Regions from separate parts of the Mus musculus genome. Here regions 1, 2, 3, 4, 5 and 7 are each linked to region 6. Evidence: chromatin contacts called from public Hi-C, Micro-C and promoter capture Hi-C data. All regions are on one chromosome and are shown on one strand. Each heading gives the region's core, a stretch centred on a gene start, on an enhancer-like site or on the middle of the called end of the contact. The rest is flanking DNA. Distances are from core to core; before and after follow the strand shown. Region 1 overlaps Akap9 (A kinase (PRKA) anchor protein (yotiao) 9). Region 2 holds the start of Cldn12 (claudin 12). Region 3 holds the start of Gtpbp10 (GTP-binding protein 10 (putative)). Region 4 holds the start of Cdk14 (cyclin-dependent kinase 14). Region 5 holds the start of Pttg1ip2 (PTTG1IP family member 2). Region 6 holds the start of Fzd1 (frizzled class receptor 1). Region 7 overlaps Akap9 (A kinase (PRKA) anchor protein (yotiao) 9).

Evidence for each region. Promoter capture Hi-C pulls out the DNA fragments that hold promoters and counts their contacts. A called contact is a pair of places that touch in the nucleus more often than the background predicts.
Region 1: a promoter capture Hi-C map of liver shows a contact between it and region 6, with 2.4 times the contacts expected there. The contact joins the enhancer-like site here to the promoter of Fzd1 in region 6. A contact is called at or near these places in 5 of 39 promoter capture datasets (the 3T3-L1 cell line, the SN4741 cell line, cranial neural crest and 2 more) and 3 of 115 datasets of contacts at active chromatin or transcription factors (embryonic midbrain, forebrain and neural tube).
Region 2: a Micro-C map of embryonic stem cells shows a contact between it and region 6, with 4 times the contacts expected there. The contact joins the promoter of Cldn12 here to the promoter of Fzd1 in region 6. A contact is called at or near these places in 4 of 39 promoter capture datasets (hippocampal neurons, liver and stem cell-derived epiblast-like cells) and 2 of 484 Hi-C or Micro-C datasets (both in embryonic stem cells).
Region 3: a contact with region 6 is called in a promoter capture Hi-C map of stem cell-derived epiblast-like cells, with 2.2 times the contacts expected there. The contact joins the promoter of Gtpbp10 here to the promoter of Fzd1 in region 6. A contact is called at or near these places in 7 of 39 promoter capture datasets (the 3T3-L1 cell line, cranial neural crest, hippocampal neurons and 3 more) and 1 of 9 other capture datasets (pancreatic islet).
Region 4: a promoter capture Hi-C map of embryonic stem cells shows a contact between it and region 6, with 22 read pairs. The contact joins the promoter of Cdk14 here to the promoter of Fzd1 in region 6. A contact is called at or near these places in 3 of 39 promoter capture datasets (embryonic stem cells, hippocampal neurons and second pharyngeal arch cranial neural crest), 6 of 484 Hi-C or Micro-C datasets (all in embryonic stem cells) and 4 of 115 datasets of contacts at active chromatin or transcription factors (astrocytes, embryonic stem cells, neural tube and 1 more).
Region 5: a promoter capture Hi-C map of stem cell-derived epiblast-like cells shows a contact between it and region 6, with 5 times the contacts expected there. The contact joins the promoter of Pttg1ip2 here to the promoter of Fzd1 in region 6. A contact is called at or near these places in 2 of 39 promoter capture datasets (hippocampal neurons and stem cell-derived epiblast-like cells) and 1 of 115 datasets of contacts at active chromatin or transcription factors (the NIH/3T3 cell line).
Region 7: a Hi-C map of uterus shows a contact between it and region 6, with 5 times the contacts expected there. The contact joins the enhancer-like site here to the promoter of Fzd1 in region 6. A contact is called at or near these places in 4 of 39 promoter capture datasets (the 3T3-L1 cell line, the SN4741 cell line and second pharyngeal arch cranial neural crest), 1 of 484 Hi-C or Micro-C datasets (uterus) and 1 of 115 datasets of contacts at active chromatin or transcription factors (astrocytes).

What each region holds. Positions count from the first base shown.
Region 1 is chr5:4,079,433-4,083,121 of GRCm38.p6, forward strand. It overlaps Akap9 (A kinase (PRKA) anchor protein (yotiao) 9), which reads left to right. Exons shown (of 48, transcript NM_194462.2): 48 at 227-772. The coding sequence ends at 264. It overlaps Cyp51 (cytochrome P450, family 51), which reads right to left. Exons shown (of 10, transcript NM_020010.2): 10 at 1,242-3,689. Among named protein-coding and RNA genes, the nearest start is that of Gm40260, 4.1 kb to the left of the region's middle. Within about 2 kb of position 1,604, at least 13 of the 459 cell types and tissues checked have an H3K27ac peak or open chromatin away from gene starts, as enhancers often do. A contact at or near this core is called in liver, where this site is marked.
Region 2 is chr5:5,513,160-5,517,154 of GRCm38.p6, forward strand. It overlaps Cldn12 (claudin 12), which reads right to left and starts at 1,817. Exons shown (of 4, transcript NM_022890.2): 1 at 1,606-1,817; 2 at 3-92.
Region 3 is chr5:5,557,798-5,561,502 of GRCm38.p6, forward strand. Gtpbp10 (GTP-binding protein 10 (putative)) reads right to left here and starts at 1,744. Exons shown (of 10, transcript NM_153116.2): 1 at 1,636-1,744. The coding sequence starts at 1,668.
Region 4 is chr5:5,378,716-5,382,715 of GRCm38.p6, forward strand. It overlaps Cdk14 (cyclin-dependent kinase 14), which reads right to left and starts at 1,536. Exons shown (of 15, transcript NM_011074.3): 1 at 1,320-1,536. The coding sequence starts at 1,410.
Region 5 is chr5:5,476,886-5,480,508 of GRCm38.p6, forward strand. It overlaps Pttg1ip2 (PTTG1IP family member 2), which reads right to left and starts at 2,258. Exons shown (of 7, transcript NM_001200025.1): 1 at 1,981-2,258. The coding sequence starts at 2,128. Gm30325 (a long non-coding RNA gene) reads left to right here and starts at 2,282. Exons shown (of 5, transcript XR_868230.3): 1 at 2,282-2,384.
Region 6 is chr5:4,756,101-4,759,599 of GRCm38.p6, forward strand. Fzd1 (frizzled class receptor 1) reads right to left here and starts at 2,116. Exons shown (of 1, transcript NM_021457.3): 1 at 1-2,116. The coding sequence starts at 1,480.
Region 7 is chr5:4,022,516-4,026,239 of GRCm38.p6, forward strand. The region is part of intron 21 of Akap9 (A kinase (PRKA) anchor protein (yotiao) 9); the gene reads left to right. Among named protein-coding and RNA genes, the nearest start is that of Gm40260, 53 kb to the right of the region's middle. Within about 2 kb of position 2,011, at least 112 of the 459 cell types and tissues checked have an H3K27ac peak or open chromatin away from gene starts, as enhancers often do. A contact at or near this core is called in second pharyngeal arch cranial neural crest and uterus, where this site is marked.

The sequences.
Region 1 (3,689 bases), core at 354-2,853, 680 kb before region 6:
CACAACCATGCTGTAGCAATGAGAAAATTTGCATATTGGTTTTCCTTCCACTATGTGGGTTCCAGGAATCAAACTCAGAGATTGTTGGGCTTGGCAGCACCTTGACCACTGAAAAATGTCACGGGCCCCCAACATTTTGAGATGGTGTTAAACAGATCCATCTGCCCATGTCAGCTGGATGCCATTATATAGGCAAAGTCTAATTGCTTTGTTTTCTATTTTACAGGGTCCACTACTCAATTTCACTTTGGCATGAGGAGATAATCCGTTGAAACATTAATTGAATATTAAATAGATTCCCTTTTGTAAATCAATGGCTCTTTTGTGCTTTTGTATTGTGAATATTCGATGGGACCAATACATGCACAGCTTATGATTGTATACAAATCCTTAGCAGCAGCACATGAAGACAAACTGGAGTTTGTGTATATAAGCAATGTGTGTGTGTTCATGCACAGTAATCATTAAATTACATGTATATTTGTGGAATGCTAATTTAAGTGATTAAATTATAAACTTTGTGTATTTATCAGGTGGGTGAAAAGATTAAACTTTTTCAAATGACAGTGCTGCTGGACGAGTACCTTGCGGTGCCCTGCGCTTTTCTTACAAAGCTACTGAAGTTACATGTTTCTGCTTAATATATTTGCTACTGGTGATGAAGACAACATATCACTTGTAGAGACCTATTTTTGTATAATGGTCAAAGTTTTGAACTTTATGGGTATTTTGTCAAGTACTGAAATAAAAAGACCTCACCATTTTCACCTTACTGTAGTTGAACCTTCTTGATTTTTCACTAAGCCACAACTCGTGGTCCCTATCATCTTGTTACTTGTCTCAGCTCAGGATCCAAAGTGTGGTTTTGCTCTGCCTTCATTAAAGAACATTCTTAATGTGCCTGTTTTCAACACTAAGGTGGCACTGGTGTTTATGATTAGTCCATGTTTTATTACATTTCGTGTTCTTATGTCCAAAGAGACTTACAAATCTAGACGCAGAAATCAGCTCTCAATATTAAATTGTATCCATAAGAGTGTAGCAAAAATCAGGAAGCGTCCTGCTAAGCCAGCCAAATTCTAATTGGAAAAGTCTCAGAGAGAATACTGTTCTCCAGAGGGCTCCCTACTAGCACTGCACTGACTAAAATAGCTGTGGTATTGGTTTACATCTGGAAAAGAGTGTTTCACTATTAATGGTCTCTGCACTACATGAAGACAATCACAAAGCTGTGCATTGCTGGGAATTTCTAATTTTATTTCCCAAATTTCAACTAGGCTTTCTAAAAATATCAAAACTATTCTAAAGCAACTAGTTGAGCAGGAAAGTTGTGCATTAAACTCTTTAAAAAACTAATACAGTTGCCAAGTCAAGACAGTTCAGTCGGGAAAAGGCAGATGGACAGGTGCTTGCCAGCCAATCTACCCTACTGCTAGTCTACCCTACTAACACCCTATGGCCCTCAGCCTCTGCTGTGTTGTTCACAATAACTTAATAGCTCGTCTGTGGTCAGTATCTCAATCTGGAATTCTAGTGCTTGAGCCCTTTTAAATCTCAGCACTGAAAATATGTCAAAGTCTAAAACTAGACAGTAAACAGGACAGCCTTACTCAAGTCACAACTCTGCCAGGAATCTACCAATCTGATCAAAGTCTAGAACCCCTCTAGGAATAATAAAGACAAAACATCTACATTGGCAAAGAAAATCTGTTACTTAGAAACAATCATCAAACTTTAATCAAGGTTTTAACCTAACACGTCTATGACTTAAAAGTCTTAACAACCACACAGTAAAAGGAGGGACTTGATCAAAGTCTAGAACCCCTCTAGGAATAATAAACACAAAACATCTACACTGGCAAAGAAAATCTGTTACTTAGAAACAAACAGTCTTCAAACTTTAATCAAGGTTTTAACCTAACACGTCAAATGTAACATCTATGACCTAAAAGTCTAACAACCACTCAGTAAGAGACAAGCACACTTTTGAGAGGTGAGCAACTTTTGTAACTTGTTATGAAAATACCTGATTTCTCATGGGGCATTGATAACAAGAGTGACTTACCTAAATAACCAAAGATAATACTAAAAGGAACCTATTTCAGGCAAATAGGATGTAAGCTTCCATATGCCCAGATTTCATGAACTGTACTTACTGAAGCACAAGTTCAAATTCATGAATACAAACCAGTAAAACTTTCTCAGAGAATTTTAATGTGGAGCCTTTAACAGCAGAGATTTAGGCCTTCACTGGGAGTCTTCAAAAGCCTCTTAAAACTGTAACGGAGTTTCAGTTCCTCTTGCTACAAGGAAACACCATGACCAAAAAGCAAATCCCGAGGGTGAAGGTGGGTTATTTGGCTTACACTTCCATATCACTGTTTATCATCAAGTGAGGACAGGAACTCAAGCAGGTCAGGAACCTGGAGGCAGGAGCTGATGCAGAGGCCATAAATGAGTGCTGCTTACTGTTTTGCTCCTCATGTCACGGTCAGCCTTTCATAGGATCACTAGCGTAGGGATGGAACCACCACAGTGGGCTGGAGCCTCTCCCATTGATCACTTATTAAGAAAATGCCTTACAGCTGGATCTCATGGAGGCATTTCCTCAACTGAGGCTTCCTTTTCTCTCTGATGACCCTAGCTTGTGTCAAGTGCCTAAGACCAGCCAGTACACATACTTTTAGAGAAAAGAGGTTTTATTTTGGGGAGTGTGTTAGTCTTGCTCCGTAGCCTAGGTTGGCCTCAAATTCTCAATCCTGCCGCAGGTCCTGAATAACAGCATTACAGGTGTGCAGCACCACTCCAGCAACAGAGCTATTCTTACTCCTAACACAGATTAAGGGCATGTCACAGAGTTGGGTCCGTGGTTACAATCTGTTAGGTTGTCTCCTGAGCACAGAATACGGGCAATGATACCATCTCCCATTCCCCAGTCTCAAGGCCAGAACTCACTAATCTCAAAATCAGACACTTTTAAAAGCCTGGTAAATTTAAACTTCCCAACAACAACAAAAAACCTTAAGCCAAATTAAAATAAAAAAGTCTTACAAGGATTTGATTTTGGATTTTTCACAAAACTGTGACCATTTGGGACCAGTAACATACATAAGCACTCTTTAGATTTTATTACTTTTAGGAATTAAGGTTATCAAGGCAAGGTTCAAGATCGCTGCCATCTTCCAGGAGCGGTGCTCCAGTTAACATTTCAAAGGACACACCACACCATCTAAGTAGCGTTTACTTCCACCTCAAGCTTCGCAGTAAACTTAACCTTTATCCTTTCATATCTTTACGCACAGAAGTGGCCCAACTACACGACCCCATTACCTTTGTAGCATTTGACAAGGCTTTGAAACTTCAAACACCAGTTCCAAATCTCCCTGTGGCAATGTGTGGAGTTAATTACCTGGATGCTGCATTCTATATCTTCTTAATTCCAAGACACACCCCCCCAAATGATTTCTAACATAAACTTGGCTTCCCTGAAATCCTATCAAAACTACTATAAACTGTTTCAAATGCCATTCGGTCTGACAAAAATCACCGAGTTAATAAAACATTAAAATCATAAACTGGCTCTCAGAACCACACTCTTCAACCCAGTACAGCACGAGAGCTTCTCAGAGGCTTCATTCTTTGCCAGCTGCGGCTTGCGGTCCTCTCTCCACACTGGCTTCTTGTTCCTC
Region 2 (3,995 bases), core at 567-3,066, 760 kb after region 6:
ACCCTTTCCCTGTGCCTGATCCTCCAAAGTCAGCTTAGTGAACTCAGATGCAACAGGAGCACATCTGCACACAAAGCAGAGATAATCTGGACCTACCAAAGTAGAAAAATGCTCCAAATTACTACAGTCCTTCCTTCGCAACTCTATTTTAACTCACATATAACTGGGGGGGGGGGGGGGGCAGTAATTGTCTAGACTTAATAATAAAATGCTACAGCCAAACAGGCAAGCAATAAGTTTTTCAAAAAGGCAGTTTAAGGTTAGGGGTGTAGCTCAGCTACAATGCTTGCCCATCATGTAGAAGGCCCAAAGTTCAAACGCCAGCACCACGACAAAGCAAAAACAAAAACACAACAACAACAAAAAAAATAGCACAGGCAATTTATTCTTATATTCACTATTAGATATGAGCCTCAAAGGAAAATAACTCTTATTTTGTGATTTGAAAGTTCGGGATAATTAAGGCTAAAATTAAAAATCACAAATCACTTTACTGGGTTAGAAATCTAAGAAAAAAATTAATAGATTTATTTTTCAAGATCTAGTTCCTGCCTACCGTGTCATAAGGAGCACGGTGAAAGAAAGCACCATGCAGTTGCCTTGGAATGAAAAGAAATGCACTGTTTTCTAAAATGTTTAAAAGACGGTATTTACCATAAAACCAGACAAAACTAATCTGCTCTGTACAACCTAAAATTTGCAACTAGTATGTCCTTTTTAGTTTATGTTGTGTGGTATCTATCGTCCTTGGCTCAACCTGCCATTTGGTATGTTTTCATATCTCTAAAGAGGAGTGACTTCCTGTTGGAATACTAGTTAACTCAAACAGGTAGGATGAGTGAAAAACTCATAAACGCCTGGCAGCTTCCTGGATCCAGGCGTTTATCGCTGGCCCTATTACAGTAATTATGCAGGATGTGGCCTGGGTGCTGATTTCCATCGAGGTTCCCCACCTCCCATCTACGATTCTTGAGTTGTTATCAATCAAGATTGTTGCTTCGAAGTCAGAAGGGCTCGTTTTACAATCAATGACCCCAATCGGACCCCTGGGCAACCTTTGCCATGAGGTCACCTGGCATAGCAGTTCTGCAGTGAAGACTAGCCCCTTCGCAGAGCAGGGCAGTGTCGAGGGACAGCAGCAGCCAGATCGGCACGTCCGGGTGGGAGCCGCGTCCTCAGGAGACCCCGAGCGGCCGAGCCTGGCAAAGGGGGGGCGGCTGCGCCCAGCCAATGGCGTGAGCCCTCCCCGGGCGCACGCTCGCCGCTCGCCCACCCCTGCCCGGTGCGTGGGGAGAGCGAGCAGGTCAGCGTTACACAACCAGCGCCGTCAGCCGCTGGGTCCAAAATAGCAGCCAGCTCGCAGCTCGCAGCTCGCACCCCCGCCCGCCCCCAGCCCTCGGCTGCCCCGGCAACGCGGCTCCACACTCCTCGGAGGGGACGAAAACGTTGTAAACGCGGTACCAAATACCTCCTCGGCCACTTTTCCACGTCCACCCATGTGGGCAACCTTTCAAATGCCGACTCGCCGCCGCTTCGCCGTTTCACGCAACACCTTCAACTACTTGCAAAAGACTCGGAAACGGGAGCGTCCCTGACCACACCTACCGGCTCCTCACGGCTCGGGCATCCCGCTCACCCACTCCGAGCCGCGGCTCCTTGGTCTCCCTCCGCTGCCGCGGAAGTGCGTTCTGGCGAAGCCGCCCCGGAGGCTTCAGGGAACCAGTCAGGCTCTCCCCTGGCTCCGCTCGGGAATACCTTGGCTGCCGGGAACTACAGTTCCTAGCATCCATCGGGCCGCTGGCCGCGGGCCAATTCCTGAGACCACCTCCTTCTTCCGGGTCCCGCCTCCCTCGTTTCCTCTTGCACCTTATTAGGGATAGGTTTACGGCTTGCTTTAGAATGCTCTCAATCACACGCATGAGGGACAAATTTGAGATTCGTTTGGTTACTCAATCAAAAGTTGTTCATTAAGTGCAAAAAAAAAAAAAAAAAGGTCTAACTCCATAGCCACACAAATTTACAAGGGGCACTTTGCTTGTTACTTCTGGGGTTAACTATAGGCAAAAGATACCCTACTGCAGCAAAATTCCATACATAAAACTAATTATTAAGTATTCTAATTTGACTCTTCTACACATCAGCTATCCTCTCTCGTCTTCTCTGATATGTGCATCCTGTGCAGATAAATATGTCAAAGGACTCATACACAGTATTTAAGTTAAAAAGAGCAAAAATGATGCCTGTGAATTCCAGTTGATTCCATCGCACTATATACATACACACAAATAGAGAAACAAAAACTGTCGATGTTGACAACTCTTTTCTTTAATTATCTTTTTTTTTTCTTATTCACTTTATATCCTGAACACTGCCCCTATCCCCATCAACCCCCTCTCCTGAGTCGGGGAGCCCTCTCGACCCCCCAACCCTGGCACTTCAATTCTCTGTGAGGCTAGGCACTTCCTCTCCCACTGAGGCCAGACAAGGCTGCCCAGCCAGGTACGTAGCCCAAGTACAGGCAACAGCTTTGAGGTAGCTCCTACACCAGTTGTTTGGGGCCCACATATGAGCTGGAAGGCCTAGGTCCAGCCTGTGTTTGTTCTTTGGTTGGTGGTTCAGACTCTGAGAGCCCCAAGGGTCCAGGTTAGTTAACTCCATTGGTCTTCCTGTGGAGTTCCTATCTCCTTCAGGGCACAGCAATCCTTCCTCCTATTCTCCAGTAAGAGTCCCCAAGCTCTGGAGACTGTTTGGCTGTGGGTGTCTGCGTCTGTCTGAGTCAGCTTCTGATTGGAGTCTCTCAGAGAGCAACCATGCTAGGCTCCTGTCTGCAAACATAACAGAGTATCATTAATAGTGTCAGGGATTGTTGCTTGCCTATGGGATGGTCTTTGCTCCATCACCTGTGCCTGCATTCCTTGTAGACAAGATAAATTTTGGGTTGAAAGTTTTATGTGTGGATCGGTGTCTCTATCACTCCACCAGGGTTCCTGTCTCGCTACAGGAAGTAAGCTCTTCAGATTCCAAATCTCCATTGCTGTCACAGCTAAGGTCACCCCCATAGAATTCTTGGGCGCCTCCCATATCCCAGGCCTCTGTGATGACAAGTTTTTTATTATTTAATTTTTTCATACAAATATTGATTATATTTCCCTCTCCCCCAACTCCTTTCAGATCTTTCTCACCTCCCTACCCACCCAACTTCATGTTATTTATCAAACATACAAAACTCAATAAAGCAAACAAAAAGTCCCAAACCAAATCTAATCAAGAAGACGTGGAGTCTTGATTGCAGTAGCCAACTGCTCCTGTGGTTGATGTCCTTTTGGATAAAACTGATCTCTTTCCTAGTAGGTATCAATTGCAAAGAACCTCTAGGCTAGGGAACAACTTTTGAATCTAAGCAAGTACACACTTTTTTTTGTATACTATTCATTTAAATGGTCTGTAGCTTCTCACTTGCAATTTCTCAAAAAAGGATACTCAATTCTCAGAGTTGACAGGACTGTAAACGATCCCACCCCATTCTTGTTTGACTCTGCCCTGCTGTTACCTTGGACAAGAAGACCCGCTGTGTTTTATGGTCTCCATCTGTAGAACAGTGTGTTTGTGCCAGAAAATCATGAAAATTAAATTAATCTAAATCTTATAAGAAGGAAAACATAGAAAAGCACAACAGTACCTCACATATAACAAGGACTTGGCTAATGATACTTTCCATTTTGTGTTGCTATAGTAACAACTGGACTTTTACTCAAAAAGGGAGAAAAGTCTATTATCTGTCCACTGCTATCCTCTTCTCATGATGGCCATATTGCTTCAGATGGTGAACGAGTCTATCTAAGGCAAGAAACAGTCAGCCCCCAAGCAGAACTGGAGAAAGTGGGTCTCTAGCACACAGGTCTTGTAACCCCAGTCCTGTTTCTGACCCCAGCTTCTCTGCCTCCTGTGTGTGGACAAGGTGCCTCATGGCTCCTCTCCTCCCATGCCAGTGCCAC
Region 3 (3,705 bases), core at 494-2,993, 800 kb after region 6:
TGGGTTCCCTCCAAAACAAAATGTTTTTATATATAAGTACACTGTAGCTGTCTTCAAACACACCAGAAGAGGGCGTCAGATCTCATCACAGATGGTTGTGAGCCACCATGTGGTTGCTGGGATTTGAACTCAAGACCTTGAACTCAAGAGCAGTTAGTGCTCTTAACCACTGAGCCCCCAAATATTTTAAAATCATCATCAGCAGCAACAGCAAAAAGCTGTCCCCTCAGTTAATTATCAAAGCTTATCTGCTCACCAAGACTGAACAAACAGATGGCTTTTCCCCAAAATTTTTGCATTCCAAGAAGCCTAACTCCTTTCCAGGACCTCTGTCCTCTTAGAATCTTGACTGTGAACTCCAAATGGTCTTTCAGGGTCTCATCATTCCTTCTTAATGCATCCGCCACCATGAGCCAAGAGCATCTCTTTCCCCCTTAAGTGAACCCGATGTCTATGTCTCTCTTTACTCAGAAACAGTCGTGACTTTGGGTTTTTACTGCTTCTGAAATAATAAAGTTTACAGTGCTGGATTCAAAGCCCTCACCGGATCTCACCGGGACAGCTGTCATTTGTTGGAGCCTTCCTGTTCTTTTCTGAGCTGCCCACTCTCCCTGCCACTCTATTCATGCTTTCTCCTCTGTTTAGATTATCATTTGTTCTTTCTATCATAAACCCATTTTCTGGTGTCAGTTTCAATGTATCCTCAAATACAACTAAACTATGGCTTATGGTTGTATGATCTGAGGCCTCCTTGGCCCATCACTCTCACTGACTGGCTTTTCAGGCTTCCTCGGACACTGGATTATATCCTCTGGTACTTTCCATTTAGTTTCCCTCACTAGGTAGGTAACTTCTTATAAAGCCAGTGTGTCATAATCCCAGGCTTTCAAATTACAGAGCAATCGTTTAAATTAATATTCACGTTTTTGGTAATCTGCAGTACTTTTGGGTATCAAAAAAATCTGTGGGTTTAAAAAAAAACAAAAACAAACTGAAGGTTGACCACCCTGAGATATTCCTGGTAAGGGCTTTTAAAGCTGTGTTCAGTATGTGACTTTTTCTTTATTTTCTAGATTTGTCATATTTATTAAGGACTCTCATTTATAATGGCTGTTCCTAACAACAGCTTATGTACATGACCTCTAGCTTTCACACACCGTTGCCAGTTAAGCTCACTGAGATTCTTTTTTAATTGAGCGGTTGGTTGCAGATTGTTATAAAAGTGGATTTTAAGACAGGCACTACATAAAAATTGACGTAAAATCTCTATATGAGGCACAGCAAACACACATTCTGACTTCCAGAAAAGTCTTCAGAAAGATATCAAAAGCAGTGTAAAGGAGGAGAAATGTATAAAAGCAGGTTATGGACTCTCTTTTAAACAATGAGAACCAAACCAAACAAACAAACAAGCCGGCACGTGCACCGCAATGCCGGGTCTAAACCGCAGGCAGGTCCCCAATTATCCTCTCACGTGCTTTGGGAACAATACAGGAATTCCCTAAAGCTGGACCCCAAACGGCCATCAGCGTGTCACTGAGACACAATCTTCTCCCAGGAGACGGGAACCGAGGAACGACAACCCAGGAGGAGAGCGGCGAAGACACCAAAGCTGGGGAGACCCCCGTCACGAACCTTTCTCAACAAAGCGCAACCGCAGCGCACCATGAGCTCCAAGGGGCAGGACTCCCGCCCGCAGAATCCGGACAAACTTCGGTCGGGCGCGCGTACTGACGTCACTACTGGTCGCAGAGGTGACGTCTCAGCGGATCCGCGCCTGCGTGCTGCATCGCGCTCGAGGAAGGTGGGCGTGTGCTTTGGACGCCTCTGGGTGCAGGAAGGAGAGTGCAGAGCCCAGATTCGTCTAAGTTGTGTGCAAGGGGAAGCAGGGCTCCGGGCAGGAGTCTCTGGAGTTGACGCTTTGAACGCTATGCGCTGGAGACTGGCCTGCCTCACAAACATTTTTATGGTAGCTGAAGAACCTGAGGTGCCAGGATTTTCTCACGATGAAAGACCCCTCCAACAGACACACTTGTACAAAACACCGAGAGCTCTAAAAGACTGCTGGATGATGGCTTGAGCAATTTTTCTAGCCAAGGCTTAAACTTCAGGAACCAGTCACTTAAAACTTGTAGCACAGAAGTATTGAAAGAAGTGTGACGATCTAGATTTTTACAAAGGATGATGTGTGCAGTGGAGGCAAACAGAAACCCCAACCTGGACTCAGCCGAGAGTTTTCACCTTTCATTTGAAGGCTGTCCTTGTGAGAACACGAGAGATTACATTCCAGCTTGGAGAGGAAGCTTCAGAAAAAGATCACTGAATGGCAGGCCCATTTCGCCAATCTTTCTGCCAAGTCTTTAAGTGAAAAAGGCACACGAGCGTACTAGAGGGGTCTCCCTTCACTGCTCATTTATTATTTTCTATCATTAGAATTATTAGGTTTAGAATCCTTGGCGAAATGTGACTCAGTCATGGTCACTGGCCAGGGCAGTGCAGCTGAGAGTAACCTTAAGGAATTGTTATGTTCCGTTTTTCAGTATGAGGTTGATTTAAAGTTAGTTACAGATAGCCCGAGGTCCTGCGCCTCTAAGGCCGCTTTCCTAGCTGGAACCTGGCAAAGGCTAGTCTTGAAACTCTGAAAATTGCAGTTACGGGCATTCTGCTACATGCCTGAGTCCTAGACTAGAAAACAGGACTCCAATTCATTTAGATAAGGTTCTGCATCCTAAACAATAGGATGGGGAATTTGGGAAAGGAGCGAGTCCTATTTGGAAGTACACAGTGTGGAAACTACTGCTCAGTCTAGATTAGTTTACTGTTCCTGGACTTTGAAGCTGTCATTTTCATTTAGATGTTTGGTTGGTTGGTTCTAGCCTCTGTAGATTAACATTAAATATTGACCCAAATGTCAGATGTTAGCCTCAATAAATATACTTACTATTTTAAAAACCAGAATATTAAGTTGCTGTTATCATACTTTTCCTGTTAAATCTAGAAAATGTGCTGCCATTTAAATTATGCCAAAATGTTTAGCCTAATGCACACACCTTCTAATGTTTATTTATGATTATTGAATATAGGCCCACTCTCTTTCCCATAACATACACAGAATATAATAACAATAAATAAAATATAAATAAGAAATTGATATCTAAAATGCTAAGGATCATTGATGATGTAAGCAAAAGAAAAATACATATACCTCAAACAAAACATTATCACAGCAAGATATTTTATTATAATTCTGATAATAAGATAGTAGAATAAACCTTTTAAATCTCTAAACTCGCTCTCCTAAAAATATGCTGTTAAAATTGACTTGAGATGAGGCTGGAGAGATGACTCATTGGTTAAGAGCATTTCCTACTCGTCTAGAAGACCAGAAGCCACGACCTAGCATCTAGGTTAATTGTCTCACAGGCTCATGTAACAGCTCCAGGGCATCTGATGCCCCCTTTTGGCTGCTGAAAGCACCTGCACTCATATGCACATATCATCACACAGATATGACTGTGTGTGTGTGTTTGTGAGCATATGCACACACACCCCCAGACCTGAACATACACACATATAATTTAAATATTTAAAAACTGGAATTAGGTGACCCAGAGGATCATCCAGATCTTATGCAGGGGTCAGTATTGCATGAACATTCTGGCATTTCTGTTAAGAGAAGAACATACTTTCCCAGGAATGTGGCTT
Region 4 (4,000 bases), core at 286-2,785, 620 kb after region 6:
CTCACTCTCACACTCCTCTTGGCTTCAAACTTCACTTGAATGTAGGACTCCACACTCACAGGCCTAACTCAGAAAAATGAGTCTGTGTACATTCAACGCATGTAATAAGTAAAGGCACGACTAATATGACTTCTGCACATGATTTACAGTGTTCTCAGGAAAAGCAAAGTGTCAAACAAAATTGATAATAATAATAATAATAATAATAATAATAATAAGCTTGACTAAATATTTATCCATGTTTTCATAGTTCATTGTCCATACATGCAAACTGTCTTCAGACTGCAGACACTCACTGGCACATCAGGGCTTTAAGGAATTAGCTTATGATTAATTAATTAACTTTCACTAACATAACAGGTGAGCCAAAGGCCAGAAGGTATGCTGGGACACTCCCATGTGTTGGCTTGGGGCTTATAGGATTCCCTTGCTTTGCACAGTTACCTGTATCAAAGAAAGTTAAGGACCAAAGTTTAGGTAGCAGCTATGCCTCCAGGTTTACAGGCACTTTCTGCCACCAACACTCAAGATTCAACAAACCCATTCCACCGGACACAGCTGTCATCTTGCTGCAGCCTATAGCATGTATTCATTAAGTATCCTAAACATTCCTTGAGCGTTTTGTTTTGTTTTGTTTTGTTAATGCTGTGTGTTTATGCTCTGTTAAGTTGGTTGATTTTTTTTTTAAAGAAGACAATAGCCTCTGGACTGCACTAATGGAGCAAGTTCAGGAGACATATTCATAAATGTCTCCACAACTTCACAGCTCACCCTTCACCACAGCAGCTGGAAGGTTTCAAGACCTACAAACCGAACACCCAAACCTCCAATTATAGGACCCGGAGTACGGAACAAAAGGTCCCAAGGTATCTGTCCCACTTCCTCTAGGTTGAGTACATTAAACAACATCAGGCACATGTCAACGTTTCAACAATTCCCAAAGCTAAATTATTGGCTAAGCACTTAAAACCAACTCGCTTTAAGTAACCTAGGTGGCCACAGAAACCCGATGGCGGTGGGGACCGGGTGTTCCCTCTCCGGTTCACTGCGGGCGCCAAAGATACTATTGGCGGGGAGGAGGAACTCAAATTGGAGGCTTAAGACAGTCCACGAACGAAGCCCAGGTCCTGGGGGCAGAGGGATGGCCCTCCAGCTGGTCCCTGCCCTAGCCTGGAGTCCTCTCCTTCATCCCTGGTTCGCAGCTCACCCCGAGGTGGCAGCCGCCTGGTTGGTGCCCGGAGCACGGAGTGGGCGCGGGGACTGAGGGAGCGAGCCCCGGGATCGCCCGCAGGACACTGGGGACAGTCGACTACACTCACCGATGCGGCTGAAACTCTCGGACAAAGTTCTCCTCAACTTCTTCATCTTGCCGATCTTCTCGGCCGGCTGCGGTTCAATGAGGTCGCACATCTGGGCGGCGTAGGGCCCCGGCAACTTCGCGAAACTGGTCCAGCGCAGCGCAGCGCAGCGCAGACAACGGCGGGCGAGGGCGCGCGGCGCGGGGAAGGCGGCGCCTCGTCCTGCTCCTCCGCCTCCGCCTCCTCGCGGGCCGCGGGCGACGCGCAGCGCTCGCCAGGCTGCGGGGCTCGGGCCTGGGCCGAGGCTGGGCGCGCGGGGGCGTCTTACGTGGTGCCGGGGGCTGCCGCCATCCCCGCCGCCCGGGGGCCCCCGCGCTGCGCGGCCGCCCGCCGCATTTTCCCTCCTTTGTAAGCAAGAGCCGCGCGGCCGCGGCCGGAGATGGGGGTCCGCGGACGAGGAGGCGCAGGCGGCTGCGGACCGGGCGAGCGGGACAAGTTCCCCAGCCCGAGGGGCGGCGCTGCACGGAGACCTGCGACTGCCCTCGCCGGAGGCCTGGCGCCCGGGACCCCCGCGCGACCCCGCGCCGCGCTCCGGCTCCGAATCCGACTCCGACTCCCAGGCCTCCGCCGCCCTCCCGGACCCGCCGCGCCCGGGCGGCGCCCCCTCCCGGCCGCCCGCGCTCCGCCCGCCGCGGCCGCGCTCCTTCCGCGCGCTCCGGGACCGCAGCCCGCAGGCGGGCCAGTCCACCCGGTGCGGTCCGTGTTGGCCCACGACCCGGAAATGTTGGGGAGTGTCCGACGAGGTGCTCGAAGACCTTGGGGACGCATTCGGGTTTAGGATAGACTTTATGGCGTGGGGTGGTTGGTTTTAATTTGCAGGGAAAGTGGGTGCTCCAAAGGGCAGGAGAGGCCCCATTTTATTGGGGTACAGTGCAAAAGCTGAAAATGCTCCCCACCCCGGAACTTCTAGAAGTCAGGGCACCTGCGTTTTGCCTCAGCCCTGTCTCTGGGTGACAGGAATGTCACTGTGGGTGACTCCTCAGCAGGATACTCTGGTCATCGGTAAACTTACAACCTATTGTCACCTCCTTTCCCCACTTCAGTGAATGAACTTGAAAAGGATCTTAAGAGTGGCTTTTTTAAAAAGCCCCGGGACAAACAGTTCCGGCAGAAAACAGTCTTTTTTTTTTTCTAATAAATGAGGTGCTCCAAACGTCAGTCTCCCAGGGGAGGGTGAAGGAAGATGGGGGTTGGCCTGGTGTACTGATTATGGGCCAGCAAAGTCCTTATGAAAGAAACGTTAGTGATCTTGAGTCATCTGGCTGGGTAAGTAATAGGAGCTTTTGTGGGTGTGACAATGCTGTTTAGTTTAAAGGAAGTTTTGGGGAGTTTGTGTTTTGTCGAAAGATGTTTATCTTAAAACAAAAACTAGCCCCCTGCCTTCCTTAAATTGTGAGGTAGAACACTGATTTGTTCTGCCCTGTGCTGAGCACATTACAGGGTTTTGGTAGATTGCCACTGATAAAAAGCTGCTAGCTAGTCAAGCCAAGCCCCTAACAGGAGAGAGCCAGGAATCCATAGCAAAGTCAAGAGAGTTTAAACGCAGGGATGTTGGGTCCTGACAGCCATATCTCAGTAATTACAGAAAGCACCAACTGTGGCTTCATGCAGGAAAAAAAGTTTTATTGACATTTACCACTTGGTCAGACTAATTAGAAAATTAGCAGTTACAACTGAACTCACAGAGAGAGAAACAGAGACAGAGTGAGACACAGAGACACAGAGAGATAGAGACAAAGAGAAAAAAGAGACGGAGAGAGATCCAAACACTGATGCCTTCTTCCAGTCAACAAAGTTGAAAAAATAGCTAATGATAAAACCTTAGAGCGCTATGTATCTGCAGCTGTACTGCTGTCTCCTTTAGAAATGTCTGATCTGAGTACAGAGAGACACAGGCCCAGTGTCGTGGCTCAGTAGTGAGTGTTTGCAGCCGGCATGCTTTGTGTACGTGTGCTGTGCGTGTACCTGCACGTGCATGGGTGTGATAGCCTTTGTGTACATGTGCTGTGCGTGTACCTGCACGTGCATGGGTGTGATAGCCTTTGTGTACATGTGCTGTGTATGTGTACCTACACGTGCATGGGTGTGATAGCCTTTGTGTACATGTGCTGTGCGTGTACCTGCACGTGCATGGGTGTGATAGCCTTTGTGTACATGTGCTGTGTATGTGTACCTACACGTGCATGGGTGTGATAGCCTTTGTGTACATGTGCTGTGCGTGTACCTGCACGTGCATGGGTGTGATAGCCTTTGTGTACATGTGCTGTGCATGTACCTGCACGTGCATGGGTGTGATAGCCTTTGTGTACATGTGCTGTGTGTGTACCTGCATGTGCATGGGTGTGATAGCCTTTGTGTATGTGTGCTGTGCATGTACCTGCACGTGCATGGGTGTGACATCCTTTTTACCTTCCCAATATTTCTAATATTCTAAACTTTGAAAAGCCAGTTTACAATCTATGCATACAAAGCTATTGTTTGTGACCGTTTTTTAAAATAACATGAACTTGTGTCACTATATCTAGGGTTAGTAGGGGAAAACATTTAATATTAAGCTGTGGCAAAATATGCAAAATATATATATACATTTCTGAAATTTACGAAATTTCTGGAAACAAAAGGAGAAACTTAAGAGAATATTC
Region 5 (3,623 bases), core at 1,008-3,507, 720 kb after region 6:
TGAGATCACAGTTCTCAGGGGTGATTTGAGTGAGGGAATGGGGCAGAGAGTGAAATTCAGAAGGCCTTTGCAAAGGCTACAAAGTTAGCATATGAAAAGAACAAGGTGGCAAAAATGAAGGCCAGAACAGCCTCCTTCTAATCCTTTCCCTTACTCCAATCTCTAGAGACCAGGAGACCAAGGCCAACTAGATTAGCATAGGTGGAGAGGCACTCTAGAGAGCCTAGATTATTACAATACCAACACGGTCTCCTGGATGGCATTGAGAAGCTAATGAGACATGAAGCACACAAAGCTGTGCATAGAACTGCATCAGGAGAGGAAAACCTACACTCTGCAGATGACACCCCAAACCATGTGCTAGCTGGTGTAAATACCCCAACTCTTTTCAGCTTGAAGTGCATCTTTTCTTAACAAACTAACTGTCCCTGCCTTTGTTGGAAAATGTTCTCTGCCCCAATGCTGCACTTGATCTGTTGACTTCCCACATAAATGTGTAATTTGTCAGATGTTCTTTCTTAAATAGTGCTTTTGCTGTATCCATTTTAAAAACATATTTTAGGTAAACAAGAGGTCATTAGTGTGTCATCATGGTTTGTTGAACTTCGTGCCAATATAAAATGCCACAGGCTCTTTTACTTGATTTTTAACTTGAAATCTCTCTATTTAATTTTAAAATTGCTATGCTTTTTGTTTAAGCTCAAGAGCAATCTTATTCATGTTTAAAAGGAAATGAACAGTGGCTGGAGAGATGGCTCAGTGGTTAAGAGCACTGACTGCTCTTCCAGGGGTCCTGAGTTCAATTCCCAGCAACCACATGGTGGCTCACAACAACCTGTAATGGGATTCAATGCCCTCTTCTGATATGTCTGAAGACAGCACAGTGTACTCACATACAATAAATAAGTAAATCTTTAAAAAGGAAAAGAACAAAACAATGCCCAAGGGAGGGAAGCTATAAATCTCAGTAGTTGGCCAAAGAAGGACAATGGAGAAAAGAAGGAAAAAGGACATGCTATTTGATCCAGCATGGAGGTCAGATACATGGCTGACACACAGCCTCACAGTGGGAATAGGAGAGGCCTTAGAGAAGTCAGGAGCCCAAAGTGTTGGGGAAAGCACGCTTATAAAAAAGAGATGTAAAGAGTTCAGGAGAAGTGGTCAGACTTGAGATTCACGCGTGCAGCTTTGTGAGCTGCTGCACCTGGGCAGGTACTCTGGGAAAACAAATTACATCATTTCAGGAAGGGACTAAGTGTTTTGTCTCTCTCTCTAGCTTGGCTTCCTAGGGATAGCCCCTTGGCCTGATGGATAGCCCCCTCAAATGGAATGCTGGGTCTCTACCCAAGCCATAAATTCCAACCTCTTGACCAGAAGTAATTTTTATCTTAATCTGTCTTTCCTGGTAACCCTAAAATCACATAGGAACCAGAATAAGTATGAGAGGTCCCCCAAGCAACATGTCTGGCCTCTGGCAATGAGGGAGTTGTCAAGATGGAGAAAATGGTCACTTTTCTTTGAAGTTCTTTTTTTTATTTTTTTTATTTTTTTTTTTATTTATTTATTATATGTAAGTACACTGTAGCTGTCCTCAGACACTCCAGAAGAAGGCATCAGATTTCATTACGGATGGTTTGGGAGCCACCATGTGGTTGCTGGGATTTGAACTCGGGACCTTCGGGAGAGCAGTCAGTGCTCTTAACACTGAGCCATCTTGCCAGCCCTGAAGTTCTTTTTATATTAAAACGGGTAGCCAGTTTATACCTCCAGCTCTCATCAATACAGTTTAGGTAGTAAAAGGAAGAACAAGTCCAATATTAACAAGATTTCCCCCAAAACATAAAGCTCCCTTAAACATGTCTTACCACCACCACCAAAAGGCAAATTTTGAAACGGACAATTGAGCCAGTCAGGATACCCCAACCAAAAAGCCAGTGGGGTACAGCCATAGCACTGTGCCTGATTTCACAAGTCACTCACCCTTTTCAACGTATTTTGCTTCGATTTTCCGCTTCCAGTGATGGTGGGTTTTAGTCTTATGGTCAGATAAGTTGAAAATCAGCTGGATGAGAGCTACAGAGAGGAAAACGGGCAGGAGGATGTGGCTCCATGCCCTCAGCCAGCACATGGCTCCTCTCCCCCTTTGGGTACCGGACTAGACAGGATAATCCTGCTCAGGGAACCTGCCCAGCCCTGGGCGCTGGGCCCTCCTGTTCTGACCCTTTCATGCCAGCATAATTAGCAGAATCTTAGAATGTTCTGGCTAGAATAAGAACTTCAAGATCACACTCCGGGTGTGCACTAGTCTCAAGCCCTGAATACCACGTGCAGTTTGTCCGCTGGACTTGATCAAGGTCTCTTTCTCTGCCCTCAAAGCCTACTTGGTTTGTTTGTTTTGTTTTTCTGACATATTGTTGATTTTTGATGAAAGGACTAAGTTCTAATTTCCAATGTCCATAATATATAAAGTGGTTTGCCATTCAGGATAGCATGCCTCAGATATAAATGAATCTCTACGATCTTACCCTGCTCGGTGTGGTACACAGGAGGCTGTGAAACTCACTGTCTGAAAACTTCTAGTCCTGCCCTTGACTTGGCTGGGACAGTTGGTGTGTTCTAATGCAGTTGGTCAACATATGGTGTGTTTTAGGTAGTATACAGATGAACCTCTTATTTTCATAATCTTTTAGTAGTTAAAATATACAATGACAAGGATATAAACTTTCCCCTTTAAGGTAAATCTATGTTTTAAAAAAATGAACTTTCAGATATATAATAATTGTACACAATTAAAGGACAAGGCAGGCATTGGGGGAGGTTGATCCAGAACGACTGGGCCTGGAGCACTCCTGACTCCGTGTGAGCATGGAGAGTGAACGCTAAGTGATGGGAGACGATGGCAATGTGTCCTTCAGCAATGACCATTCTGTTTGTTTTTAAAAATGGATGATGGAATGGTTTCCCATATTCCTCACATATTTATGATCTATATTGTGACTTACTAATGAAGTATCTACTATTGACCCGTAAGAAAGGAGGAAAGACATGATCAAGAATTCGGTTTTTTCCTTGTCTATTAGGCAGACATGAAACAGAGCACTGTTTGCTGTAATATGAAATGTGTTCTCACAAGCAGGGGAGACACAAATGCAAAATGAGAAAATGAGCAGGGATATCAAGAGCCCATTTATAGAAAAGTAAAGTCCAAGTAGGAAATAAATCCCGAGGGGAAAAAATCATAGCTAGTACAAAAAAAAAAAAAGAGTAGTAATGAACTGTGATGCTGTGTTCATCGGGTGGGCAACCGTTTACAAAGGAAACTAACCCTGCTGCTGGACATGTGGGGCAAGCCACCTTTGGCACAACTGTGAATTGCTAGTGCCTTTGGAAAGCAACTGGAGTTAGCTGCTACATACATACACATACATACATACATACATACATACATACATACACACACACACACACACACACACACACCCTTCCGTCATCTCAGGAAGTGTGCTTCTTGCTGCTCATTGGCTCTTATGGTGCAGCTCCTGACATGGAAGCAGAACCTGAAATGTTAGAACTGGGAGACTCCAGGCGTTGAGTTCTTCCTCGCTCAGGCCTGGGCAAATGAT
Region 6 (3,499 bases), core at 866-3,365:
GATAAACGAAGAGAGGCGCCAGCACAAAGCCACGCAGTGCGTCCACGTTGTTGAGCCCCACAAAACACACTCCGCTCAGTACGTCGCCATCCACCTGGCCCAACGCCAAGATGGTTATAGTTTTGATGGCTGGCACAGCCCAGGCGGCTAAATGGAAATACTGTGAGTTGGCCTCGATGGCTTCGTGGCCCCACTTCATGCCGGCTGCCAGGAACCAGGTGAGGGACAGGATCACCCACCAGATGGAGCTGGCCATGCTGAAGAAGTAGAGCATCATAAAGAGTATAGTGCAGCCTTCTTTCTTAGTGCCCTGCGCCACCGTGCGCGCCCCGTCCTCTGCAAACTTGTCGTTGCACACCACCCGGTCCTCCAACAGAAAGCCAGCGATGTAGGCCACCGCCACCGCTGTGTAACAGCCGGACAGGAAAATGATGGGCCGTTCCGGGTAGCTGAAGCGCCGCATGTCCACTAGGTACGTGAGCACCGTGAAGAGCGTGGAGGCGCAGCACAGCACGGACCAGATGCCTATCCAGGTGCGCGAGAAGCGCAGCTCCTCTGGCCCGAAGTACATGAGCCCGTAAACCTTGGTGGGTTCGCAGGGTGCGCCGCAGTCCTTCTCCCCCAGAAAGTGGTAGTTGAGGTAGGAGGGCACCCTGAGGGCGCGCGGGCAGGAGAACTTTCCCCGCTCCACCGTCCCGGCACCCCCCGGGTAGCCGCCGCGGTAACCACCGCCGCCGTGCTGCGGATTACTGGTCCAGAACTCTGGTAGCAAGGAGGGAGTTGGGGTGCCTTTGTCGGACGTGTTCTGGCCCACGCACAGCTCTCCTGCGCCGTGCACCGGGAACTTCTCGCACTTGAGTGTGTCTGGCCACTGGAAGCCGAACTTGTTCATGAGCGCCTCGCAGCCCTGGCGTGCGCGCTCGCACAGGGAGCGGCAGGGCGGTAGCGCCTGCTCCAGTACGGTGCACACAGGCGCGTACATGGAGCACAGGAAGAACTTGAGCTCGGCGGAGCACTGCACCTTCACCAGAGGGTAGAACTGGTGCACCTCCAGACCGGCGTCCTCCTGATTCGTGTGGCCCAGCAGGTTGGGCATGATGGTCTGGTTGTACGCGATGTCCGTGCACAGCGGGATGGAGATGGGCTGGCAGTAGCCGTGGTCCGGGATGGAGATGCCCCGTTCGCCGTTGTACTGCTGCCCGCTCTGCTGGGGCTGGGGCGGCGGCGGGGCTTGCTGGCCCGGCCCGGATACCTGGCCCGCCGCCTGCGCTCGGACCCCCAAAAGCAGAGGAGCCTCCAGCAACCAAAGCAGCAGCAGCAGCCCGCTAGCCCAACGCCGGGGATCAGCCCGGGGGCGGCGGTGGCTGGCCGTGTCCTCGTGCCCCACCTCCTCCCGCCGGCCCGGGAGTGCTTCGGCACAAAGTTCCAAGCTCAGCCGGCCGGCGGCCCGGGACTCGCTAGGCGCCGCCTCCTCAGCCATACTTTTTCGGCTCCCTCCTCGGCGCGGATTGACTGGGACGGGCAGCGGCGCGGCGGGTGGTGGCTCCCACTGTGATCCGGGAGAGCTGGTCGCCCGTGCCCTCCGTCGGGGTGCGGCCGCTCTCTGCCCGCTCCCCGGGATTCTGCTCCGCGTCCCGCAGCCGCCGCCGCCGCCGCGGAAACTTGCGGTTCATGAAGCGCGGGCGGCGAGGAGAGCAAGAGTGGTCCAGGCGCGCCGGGGTCGCGTCCCTCTTCCCTGGCCCGCGGCAGGCTGTGGCTCTTGTCAGGCGGCGCCGCGTTAGTGGTCGCAGCCGGGCAGAGGAGCGCCCAACTCTCGGCAGCCTAGCCGCCCTGGGTCCCCCCTGCGCCTCCGCCTCCTCCTTCTCCGCCGCCGCCTGACCATTTGTGTCAATCCCTCAACTCGCAGCCTCTGCTCTCCCTCGCGCGCCCTCCAACGGGTTTCTAGGCGCCCCCCAGTCTGTCTTTCACCGGGAGGGAGGAGCCTTGAAACCGACGCGGAGCTGGCGGCTCAGGGACCGTCGCCCAATCGCAGCACCCGCTTCACAGCGCAAAGGGAGCCCTTTCCCTCCGAGCCCGGACTGGAGCCCGCAGCAGACCGGAGGAGGTGGAGGAAGTAGTGGTGGCGGTGGCAGAGACTCCGCTCCGGCACAAAGAGTAGCTATGAAGCCGGACAGGCTAGGTCGCTTTTGCTTTTGCAGAAGAAAGGGCGAGGACAAGTAAGAGAATGGTCCCATATGCGGCAGGAGATAATGAATAGGAGTCGGCTGGCCGCGGGGATTTAGCTCTGTCTTGCTTTTTATCTGTCTTCATATTTTATAATCCTACCCTCGACTCTCTGGTCACAGACTGCTACTTTGAGTGCTGCGTTCTGATTGCGTGCCCCTGACTTGAGAGTCGGGTTTCCTTTGAATTTAAGTCTGTCGAGGTTTTGTTTAAACTATGACTCCAATAAACCGTGGAGCTCACAGACTGGCCTTGGTGGACTTTGGACGCGCCATTTCCCCCGATCGCTGTCAAATGAAAGCAAAACGCAAAGTTTGGTGGGATGTAAATTGTAAACCCAGATGCTCCTGTGAGTAGTATGCGTCGTGTAGTCAAACTTTCCCCCTTCTCTTTAATGGTATCAGAAACAGAAGTAAAGGAAAACAGAAGCTATTCATTAAATGCTGGAGGAAAACCGGCTTGAGAACCAACGCATTGGGTGCTCCAGCGTGAGACACGGGAGCCATACATCCAGACAGGAGGATCAATCTGGGACCATTTGAGGGCCGCTTCTAAACACTGGGGACCCTGCAGGGTCTGTTGGGAACTTCTGAGGCCTGGGTCATTTAAGTTCCTCCTCAGTGGAAGTAGTCAAAGCTGAAGCTATTAGTTTGAAGGACAAAACACATGACCAAAGTGAGTCTGAAAGACCAAGCACAGTCAGTCAGTCGACTCAAACCAGGATAATCAACCTCAGCAGACACACATGCTTGTTCTTGCAAGTTTATTTTCAAGAACTTGTGTGAGTCGGATTTATCAATAAAGTGCTATTATGTTTTATTAATTCTATCAAGAGTCCCCCCCCCCTTCGATTAGACTTATCTCACGAGACTGTTCCCGAATTATTTTCTATCTTCTTTTATACAGATTCACTTTTCATTAGATATTATCTCACGAGACTGTTCCCGAATTATTTTCTATCTTCTTTTATACAGATTCACTTTTCATTAGATATTTACCAAGCATCCATGATACAGTGAGCACTGTCTCAGGAGGTAGGGAGCACAGAGGAAGCCCTGGCACATATTTAAAGGAGGGCATAGTACAGTGGGCACAGGAACGTCACCAGTGATGGCAGTGCCCACCCATTCTCAAAAGGGACGCAAGGGAAGTAAATGACCTGCTAACACGGGAGATGAGGAATGGGAGGGGTCATCGGAGAAATAGATGCAAAATGCAAAAGAGAAAAGCACAAAACAGAAAACAAAACAAAAAGGCAACAAACAAACAAACCCCT
Region 7 (3,724 bases), core at 761-3,260, 730 kb before region 6:
GCTTCCTGTGGAAATGACTCGCAATCTCTCTCTGTCCCTCTGTGTCACTGTCTCTCTCCCCCCTCTCCCCGTCTCCTGCCTTGCTTACTAGTTCACTAGGAAGAATTTGAATGCTCGCACAGACTATGGAATTAGAATGACTATAAAACACAGTTTTGGTGGTATTGCCTGCTTGCTTTAGTATAGGTTTTCCCATTTGTCTTATTTTAAGCAACTTTCATAATTGAGAATCTATTTAATTATCAACAGTATTTTTTAAATTTAAAATTCTGAGTGGCTGTTTTCCACGCTGTTGCTTAAGTTTCTCGAGCTACCAGAGACTGGCTGTTATTTACAACTTGGGCCTTAGCATCTTAGTCAGGGTTCAAAGGCTGTTACAGAGAATGTAATTGCCAAGTATTATATATAATACAAAGTACAGCAATTACATTCTCTATACAATGAACATTTTCCTTAACATACATTTTAGAAACTGTAGAAATCGGTTATAACCAAAACATTTATAGGCCAGTGACTTCTTAAATGTCTTATTTATGGGGAAATAACCAATTTTTTCAGAAATAATGATTGTTTGATAGACTTGAATTAATAACACGAACAGAAGCATACTTTCTGTTTTATAGCCTTGAAGCAACTTTTTAGTGAGATGGGAAAACACTAGCTTACCTTCTATAGCATTATAAACTTATCTAAATACCCTTCTCAAAGCTCTGACGTGGAGCTTGGATCCTGTCAGGCAGGCTTTTGTGTGGGCGTGCTCGCTGACTACCTGTCTCTCGGCTCACCTATAGGCAGTGACATTTGTCTCAGCCTCTGCTCTGGCCTGTTCCTCAGGGACACTGCTGAGACCTTTGGCTCAGCATGGACGGTGTTTGAAGAGCTCAGTTCAGAGGCGCTTTGGCTTTCGAATAGAGAGGCTTAAAGAGCAAGGGAAAGTCCTTCAGCCGAGTTTCTCAAGAGTGCCGCCATGGAGATTTACAAGCTGACCGTGCCGGCCAGCAGCCTCGGAGGAGGAGATTCTTTATTACCTCAGATGCATTGGATACTGAGAGCAGGTCTACTGCTCGACTAGTTAGATCTTTATAATCTTGTCCTTTCATTTGACAAGGATTTAATTATTCTAATTGGGACTATTTTTGTTTGTTGCATTTATTTATTTATTTATTTGTTGCTTTTGTATTTTTTGATTAATGTCCTTTTTTGAAATTTGAGGTTTTGTTTTTTTTTTAAGCTGAACTTTTGTATCTTTTGTTGTTCAGTTTATATGAATTTATTTTATTTGTGAGTATTAAAAAGAAAACTTTGTGCCAGTATGGGATCTCTTAATAAATCAACAAGGACTCTGTGATGTAGTTAGTAGTAGATTGGATGGAGCAGACGGAGAACCTTGGCAGCTTTATCTAGAATGGATTCTTACAGGACCTACTTGGCCACTGGCCAGCTCAGTGGCTCTTGGTTGGAAGACCAGGAGGAAGACGTCTATGAAGTTGAATCTCGAGTGCCTCTGCCATATCCTTATCCTCTGTGTGAACATTTGGATGACAGTAACTCAGTAATTATCAACACTTCTGTTTTTCATTTTACTCACAGAAGAAACGGACATATAGTAAAGCTTATTTCTAAAATTTCACTGCCTACCCCTCCTTATTCAGTAAGTATTCAGCAGCCATTGAGAACTGTAGTGAACTGTAATGAGACGGGAATGTCGTTGTCCGTATGGAGGTGACTGGAGCCGGCCCTCGAGCTGATGCTGGCGGAGCGCTCCCACTCGTACACCAGGGCTGGGTGGAGGGGCTGAATTTCTCCTAAAACTCCAGCTTAGCTGCCTTTGACATCAGACAGTGGTGTGAGCGCAATACTCCATTTCTCCAGCACCAGTCAAACTATTTAAAAAGATCCTTCGTGTCTGTGAGATCCTGTATCCCTGTGTAATACTGATCCAAAATAAAAAGTGGAGTGACTGTGTTTGAGAGAGTAGCTGTTGTGTGTTTAGAACTGCCTTGTGAACTGGGAAGCCAGTTAGAACATGTTTGTAATCTGATGCCCTGTTGGCTCGAGCTCTAGACCAGGGGAAGGGAGCCTGTATTCTGAAAAAAATGTTTTTCCAACCGTGGGGACTTACTTTCTCTTTTAATGAGCCTAGTAATTTTATAGAGAAATAACCTTTCAGCCTTTAAGGTGAAATGTATTTTGTAAACACTGCTAAGGTTAAATGTTCAGCATAAAATGCCTGCATGTTTGATATTCCCGGTTCAAGGGAACTTTAAATGAGTTGTGAAATTCTCTGATGTTAGGATTATCATCATTGTTTCTATGACTTGAATAACTTCAACTATAAATCCTAGCTAATGTTTAACATGGCAGATGACGTTCAGAATAGTTTTGCTGCCTCACCAACAGTGTTTGAAGTGATAGACTCGTTGCTGATGCTTTACCCCTCTTCCGTGCTGTTGGCTGAGGAGCAAAAGCTCTTCATTTGATTTGTTTATATAGTGTATGCTGTTGCACATAGAAGGGACCAGTCATGCCCTGAGTGGCTGGGAGAAATTTAAGTATTAATTATTTAAGCAAGCTTAGGTTAAAGAGGATTTTCTATCCCTGTGAAATTTGGATCCCACTGTGCTATCATGTCTAATTTATTTGGTAGTTTTATTGTTTGATTGGTTCAACTTTTTTGTTTTGTTTTGTTTTTTTGCTGTTGTGTTTTTATTGTAAATCTTTAAATGCACTGGCTGACTAGCTAGCTTACATCTTATGAAATGAGAGATAAAAGCAAAGGTTTGGCAATTTTATTATTTTGTTTTAAATCCTTTGTTGAGTTTCTGTAATAAATTTGAAGTATGGAAAGAAATACAGCTATTTTGTTATGGCCCTAAATTAAGTTCCCATTTTTAGTAGGTAACAATTAGATGATTTAATGGAGAGATTTGCATGTGCATATGCAGAAGTGATCAATACTTTCAGAAATAGGGGTTGCGACTAAATTCAAAAAGGTTCTTGTATATAAATGGGTTCACACTTTATGGTCTTGTTTCTTTATCATCTAAGTAAATGTATATTTTACGTTTAAAAAGAATAAGTCCTGTTCCCAATAACAAGTAAAAGTGTTTAGATAAAGCTTTATTTTTTGTGGTGATATAGCTTCCATTTCATATGAATTCTCATTGAAATAATATTTTAAGTGGTATTTTAAATATCGTATAAATTAAGAATAATTGGATGTGTATATTTTGGACATTTATTTAGAGCAGCGGTTCTTAGCCTGTGGGTTGTGCCCCCTTTGGGGGTCAAACTGTCCTGTCACAGGGGTCTCCTAAGACCATCACAGAACACAGATATTTATATTGTGGTTCATAACAGTGGATTGCAGTTACGAAATAGTAACAAAAGTAATGTTATGGTTGGAGTCACTGCCACATGAGGAGATGTACTAAAGGGTCACAGCGTAGGAGCGTTGAGAGCCACTGATTTAGAGTGACTGTAAGCTCTAGTGACAATACAATCTGCATTGTACAGTAAATACTACTCATGTGAAGCACAAAAGTAACATTATGTTTTCATTATTATATCAATATATGAATTATTTATTTTTAATTTTTTATTAGATACTTTTTTTATTTACATTTCAAATATTATTCCCTTTCCTAGTTTCCCCCCCAGAAATCCCCTATCCCCTCCCGCTCCTACTGCTCCCCAACCTACCCACTCCTGCTTCCTGGCCCAG